Regions from separate parts of the Sus scrofa genome. Here region 2 is linked to region 1. Evidence: chromatin contacts called from public Hi-C data. All regions are on one chromosome and are shown on one strand. The core of a region is the stretch at or near the end of the contact, and the rest is flanking DNA. Distances in the headings are between cores, read along the strand shown. Region 1 holds the start of TMEM139 (transmembrane protein 139). Region 2 overlaps LOC106508196 (a long non-coding RNA gene).

Region 1 (3,265 bases), core at 384-2,883:
CTCCCTTTTTGACTCCTAGGAGTCTTAACTGTGCATGTGCCATTGGGGAGCTCTCCTTGACTCCAGGAGTAATTGAAACAGTCATCTTATCTTTCTACTCCAGCAGGGCTCAGCTCCTGCAATTAACTTTTTCCTTGAAGTGTCAAAGAGAAGCAAGGTCCAGTTTACTCAGCCTGACAAGTCCCAGCTGTTCTCAGCCCAGGGGCCCATTGACCTCCTACCTCAGTGGAAGTGCTGCCCAGCACAGGTTGCTATGCCTGAAGCATGGCGAGGCCCAACACACTGAAATGTCGAAATCTGGGCAGAGAAAGGTTTACTGTGGGGCCACGCAGGGAGAATGAGCGGCTTATACTCAAAAGACCTAACTCCCTGATGGTTTGGGGAGAAGAGTTTGTTTGTTTTGGCCACACCCACGGCATGCAAAATTTCCAGGCCAGGGATCAAACCCATGCCAAAGCAGCCACCCAGACCAGTGCAGTAACGATGCCTGATCCTCAACCCGTTGCACCACAAGGGAACTCCATGGTCTGTGGAAGAATTTTTATTTTATTTTTTTTATTTTTGTCTTTTCTAGGGCCACACTCGTGACATATGGAGGTTCCCAGGCTAGGGGTCTAATCAGAGCTGCAGCCGCCAGCCTACACCAGAGCCACAGCAACGCAAGGATCCCAGCTGAGTCTGCAACCTACACCACAGCTCACAGCAATGCCTGATCCTTAACCCACTGAGCAAGGCCAGGGATCAAACCCACAACCTCATGGTTCTTAGATTCATTAACCACTGCACCACGACAGGAACTCCGTGGAAGAATTTTTAAAGGCAATTTTTGGGTGAGAGCTGTGGGGTGTGTGACTTCTGATTGGTTGGTGGTGAGGTACTGAGGAAACTTGGGCTCGGCCTGAAGTTACCCTTATCCACCTCGGCTGGGGCCTTAGTTCCTAGAAGAGCTCAGAGATGTATTGTTACCAAACCTTTTGGGGAAATCCAGGATCACTTATCATTACTTATCATTGCACTGTTCTTTCTCTCTCTCTCTCTTTTTTTTTTTTTTTTTTTTTTTTTTTTTGCTTTTTTAGGGCCACACCTGCAGCACATGGAGGTTCCCAGGCTAGGGGTCCAATTGGAGCCGCAGCAGTCAACCTACACTACAGCCACAGCAACACAGGATCTGAGCTGTGCCTGCGACCTACACACAGCCATGCCGGATCCTCAACCCTCTGAGCGAGGCCAGGGATCGAACCCGCAATCGCATTGTTCCTAGTCGGACTCGCCTCTGCTGCGCCACAACAGGAACTCCTTTCTTTCTTTCTCTTTCTTTCTTTCTTTCTTTCTTTCTTTCTTTCTTTCTTTCTTTCTTTCTCTCTCTCTCTCTCTTTCCTTCCTTCCTTCCTTCCTTGCTTCCTTCTGTCTTTGTTTCGTTTTTTGTTGCACCTGCAGCGTATGGAAGTTCCCGGGCTAGGGGTCCAATAGAAGCCACAGCTGTCAGCCTACATCACAGCAATGTGGGATCCGAGCCACCTCAGTGACCTACACCACAGCTCTCGTCAATGCTGGATCCTTAACCCACTGAGCGAGGCCAGGGATCAAACCCTCATCCTCACAGATCCTAGTTGGATTCGTTTCTGCTGAGCCACAGCAGGACCTTGCACTGTTGTTTCCGGACTGCTCCTCCTTTGTTTTACACTCCCTTCCTTCCCTAATAAGAAACCATTTGAGTCTGCCCTAAGGGACTCTGGGAAGGTCTAGGAAGCTGAAGCCTTTTCCCAACAAAGCAGAAACAGGGGACACAGAAAGCGTTTGTATCCAGGAGGGCCCCACAGGGTCCTGCTCGGTTTCAGGGGGAAGGTATGTAAACAGAACATTACTATACAACGGGAAAGGCAGCGGAGGTGGGAGGGAATGCCATGCAGACTCAGCGGATACTGTCTCTGCAGCAGGTGTCACCTTGCAAGTGGCCTTTGAAGAATTAAGACTTACCTGGGCCAACAAGCATATACTACACACAAACAATCTTACAGGTCTGCAGAAGAGAAGGACTTCATAGAAACGGCGCTTGGGCAAGGGAAGCAGGACACATCATTCCACGTGTAAAGCACTATGTGAGTTAGAGATTAAGTAAACCACGGTCTGTGCTCCCAGGCACAACACAAGGCACCCGAGTACAACGCAAACTGCGTTGAGGGGAAAAGGAAAGGTGAATTTAACTCTGGTCCGAAGTACGAAGATCACGAGGACGACGGCAGGTGAGGGTGGGGAGGACTTTCTTTAGGGCTCTGGAGGGGGTGGGTGCAGTACAGTGAGGGCCGGAAAAATTAAGGTGGGGCGGTAGGAGTTCAGCCTTAAGCAGAAAAGGGGCGGAGGAAGCTGGACAGGAGGGAGGAGATTCGCGCAGAAAAGTGGGTGGAACCAGTGGGCTCCACCCCCTCCCCCGCCTCCCACTCCCCACAACCTACTTAGCGCGGAGTCTGGTGAGACAGGTGAGGGAAGAACTCGGTGCAGGTAAGAGGGGTGGGAGGGTCTGGCTCCTTGGTAGAATCCGTGACTCCTAGCTGTGCAGATTTCAGGGAACTCCTGATGGGCTGGTTTGGCCGTGGGGCTGCCAGCCAGCGGTGTTCTGTTGCAGAGGAAAGAAACGGCTTCTTCCCCTGCAGCCTCCCAGCCCCTGCGGTGATAACGCCAGGCAGGCAGGAAACTCGAAATCTGAGTTTCCGAAGTTAGGGTCGGTAGAGGTGGGGGATGCTGACGTACGTAGAGAGGTCAGGGATTACTCTGCCCCAGGCCTTTGTAAGATTCTGGGGTAGTTCTGGCCTGTGGCTTTGTTGTGTCCCTGTGAACTTTCTCCCTCTGCCTGGAGCCTGGGCTGACTGGAGAAAATGGGGAAACGAGGTCAGACAGGGTAAGTGGGCCTCTCTCCCCTGCAGGGTCAGACGGAGGGCCTCGGGCCGGGGAGGCGGGGAGTGAAGGTTGGGCGAAAGCAGTAATAAAGGGCAGGGCCTGCCCAACACCTGGATTCCAGAGATGCCAGGTGAGCACTAAGGCCGGAGGCAAGGTGTGCCCAGGACTGGGTCCTGGAGGGGTAGAAACTTAGAGATCACAGCGAAGGAGGAAGAAGGAAGGCAGGCCAGGCCATGACGTGGGAAACGTGCTTGAGGGCTGGGAGGCAGGACTCCGGGCTGGTTTCCTGGCTCTTCTCCCCTGGGACAACCGTGCGCGCCTAGAGAATTCCAGAACTGAAGGGGACCCTGCACATCATGTCTTTGGGCCA
Region 2 (3,265 bases), core at 553-3,052, 40 kb before region 1:
TTGCTATGGCTGTGGTGTAGGTCGGCAGCTACAGCTCTGATTCAACCCCTAGCCTGGGAATCTCCATATGCCATGGGTGCGGCCCTAAAAAGACAAAAAAGACAAAAAAAAACTTTCCACCCTTGGCTTCAAGATCTGTTCAGCTGCCTGGTTTTCCTCCTGTTTCCTTATTCATCAAAGCCCTCCAAGCACAGAACACACTCACTGTTTGCATACTTCGTTTCCACTGCTAAGGTGACCAACCAACCAGGTTCCAAAACTCAAAAGTCCTGCATCTCAGAAAACCCTCAGATCTGGGCCAACCCAGAGCAATTGGTCACGCCTGCATCACCAAGGCTACATTCAGATTTCAAGCGTTACCTTTCAAGGACAGTCATGATGTTCTCTCCAGGTCTCTTCCCTTGGGAGCAGATATACAGAGGTGAACTTGGAACACACGCACATCTGCCTCCCGCACCTTCCTGTTACCCACATCTTCAGGCCCTGCACACTGCATCTCAGACCTACCTTTGCTGACAGATCTTGATGCTTTATTTTATTCTCTTTAACATAATCATTTACAGGGCCCAATAGCTTGGTCCTCTTTTTATTTTTATCTTCATTTTATTTTATTTTTTGCTTTTTAGGGCCGCACCCACGGCATATGGAGGTTCCCAGGCTAGGGGGCAAATCGGAGCTACAGCTGCCGGCCCACACCACCGACACAGCAACGTGGGATCCGAGCCGCGTTTGGGACCTACACCCAGCTCACAGCAACAGGATCCTTAACCCACTGAGGGAGGCCAGGGATCGCACCCACGACCTCATGGTTCCTAGTTGGATTCCTTTCCGCTGGGCCACGACAGGAACTCTGGTCCTCTTTTTAACTATGGAAAGTTTCCAACAGACAGAGCAGTAGGGAAATAAGAAGATCCTCTATGTAGCACAGCCTCAAGGACAATCACCACGTTGCCAGTACTGCCTATTGAAAGCTTTTGAGTAGGGTTATTCTACGATTCAAATATTCCTAGTAGTTTTTGCCCCCAAAAAATTATGGGTTCTAAAAGTACGAAATTGTAGCGACTTTGTGTCATTTCTCCTAAAAGCCATGGCCATTCTCCGTCTGTGATCTGATCGCCTTCAAACTGGCACCCATGTGTTTTTCTCTGAATTCTTGCTCTTCCAAATCTACTTTGCCCATCCCACCAATGGTTAAGTGGGCCCAGATGGATTTAGCTTAAGTTCCTCTAGAAACAGTTCTGCTTGTTTTGTCTGACTCCTCTGTCTCTTTGGCCATTTGTGATGTGTGCTCAGCAACACAGGCCCTGCAACTGTTCTATTTTCTTATCTCAGAAAGCAGCTGAGCACTTTGATAAGTTTTTCTTCATTTTAAGGAGTTCTACATTAGTTATAAAAATACCTGTTTCTGTTCTCATACCAAAAAAAAAAAAAATCAAGAAGCAAAGTCTTAAAAATCTCTGTATTTTTTTTTTAACAAAACTAGGTTTTCATTAGTTCCCAAATCTCTTTTCCAGTTTTCCCAAAGAAAACTTAAGGATATATCTTTGACTTCTCAGACATTCTCACCCGGGGTGTATTGGCAAATTGGTTCTCTGGAGAAGAAAGAGAGAAAAAGGAAGGAAGGAAGGAAAAAATCTCTGTAGTGTACTATTTTCTAATTCCCACTGTGTGAGTTCCTCCACCATGATGGAATTTGAACTACCAACCAGACGTCCCTGGAAGGGCCGTGTGGAAGAGATGCACACCACCCATGCCCTCTTGCCAGAAGGCACCAAGTCCACCACAACACCCTCTCTTCCTCTCAGGCAAAATAGCAGAAGGATTGAACATACTGATTTCAGAGCCACAGAGCCCAGATTTCAACACAACACTGGCTCAGTGACCTTGGGCAAGTTGCCTAACTCCTCTGAGCCTCAATTTCATCATCTTTAAAATAGGGGTAATAAATGGTTCTGTCTCACGGGGCTACTGTCATAACGTGCACTTAGAACAGTGCCTCGCAAGCTGTAGACAATGTGTAACACATTTCCTGTTATTACTTGGGCTCCAAAATCAAAGGGTGTTATATGAACTTATGGTCACTAGAGGGCAACCTCCTCATTTCTGTAGCACAAACCCTCTCCCGAGAGGGTGAGGGTTGCAACTCAGAGTTCAACAAGGCCTTAATTCCATCACAGAAAGGAACTGGCAAAATTTTCCCCTGTCCTCTTGCAGTTTAAGCATCATATTCTCCTTTGAAAATCCATTAGGAACCCAGCTATTGACCTTTGAGTATAGCCACCTCTAAAGCTCTAGGCAGAAGCTATTTTCAATCAAGGGTTGCTAGTCTTAGCAATGATAAGAAATAAAACCAAAGCCACACTTGTCCCTGTTACAGAAGGGGTTACACCCCTGATATCTGCTCTCCTCTCTCAAAAGAAGACCAGATGGCTTCAAATGTGGCCTCCATTATCACACCACTCCATTCCCAGCCCAGAAAGAAGAATATAAATCAGCTGAGCAACAGTTCAATTCTATAAAGATTGACTGAGCCACTATGTATGTGAGATACCATGCCAGGCAGTAAGGGTAGAAAGGTAAATATGGAGTTCCCATCGTGGCTCAGTGATTAACGAACCCGACTAGCATCCATAAGGACGTGGGTTTGATCCCTGGCCTCACTCAGTGGGTTAAGGATCCCGAGTTGCTGTAGCTGTGGTGTAGTCTGGTGGCTACAGCTCCTATTTGACCCCTAGCCTGGGAATCTCCATATGCCATGGGTGCAGCCATAGAAAGACAAAAAAAAAAAAAAAAAAAAAAAAAAAAAAAGAAAGAAAAGAAAGGTAAATAAGAATCATATAAAAGCAAGGAACTTACCTATCAACAAATCTACTAGATCTTTCCAGAAATAAGATAATTTTTTAATAGACTTGACAACTGACTTCTAAAACTTACATAGAAGAGTAAAGGCATCTACTAGGTAGTAAGGCATACTAACCTCTACTAGATATTAAGGCAATCTACTAAGTTAACAGACTAACAGAACAGGAAAATGAGCATTAAAAAGGATGCATTTATCCATGGGCACTTAAGACAAAATTTCAGCCACATATAAGGGGGGCAAAGGGCAGATTATCCACTAAATGGTACTTGGAATGAGGCTGTTTGGAAGAAAATAAAGTTGGATTAGAAGGTAAATACAAATGGGTAAAAGACCTAAATATGGAAAGTAAAATTATATGATTAATAGAAGAGAATATAAAATAATTTTGTGACTAAAGGGTAG

What was found. Hi-C and Micro-C count contacts between places; a contact is called where the count stands out from the background.
Region 2: a contact with region 1 is called in a Hi-C map of liver, with 1.7 times the contacts expected there. The contact joins the enhancer-like site here to the promoter of TMEM139 in region 1. A contact is called at or near these places in 1 of 5 promoter capture datasets (liver), 14 of 47 Hi-C or Micro-C datasets (alveolar macrophages, embryonic fibroblasts, epiblast stem cells and 9 more) and 2 of 2 datasets of contacts at active chromatin or transcription factors (alveolar macrophages and skeletal muscle).

The regions. Positions count from the first base shown.
Region 1 is chr18:6,972,498-6,975,762 of Sscrofa11.1, reverse strand. TMEM139 (transmembrane protein 139) reads left to right here and starts at 1,633. Exons shown (of 3, transcript XM_013990764.1): 1 at 1,633-2,477.
Region 2 is chr18:7,012,593-7,015,857 of Sscrofa11.1, reverse strand. The region is part of intron 1 of LOC106508196 (a long non-coding RNA gene); the gene reads right to left. Among named protein-coding and RNA genes, the nearest start is that of TAS2R40, 13 kb to the left of the region's middle. Within about 2 kb of position 1,802, at least 11 of the 83 cell types and tissues checked have an H3K27ac peak or open chromatin away from gene starts, as enhancers often do. A contact at or near this core is called in alveolar macrophages and liver, where this site is marked.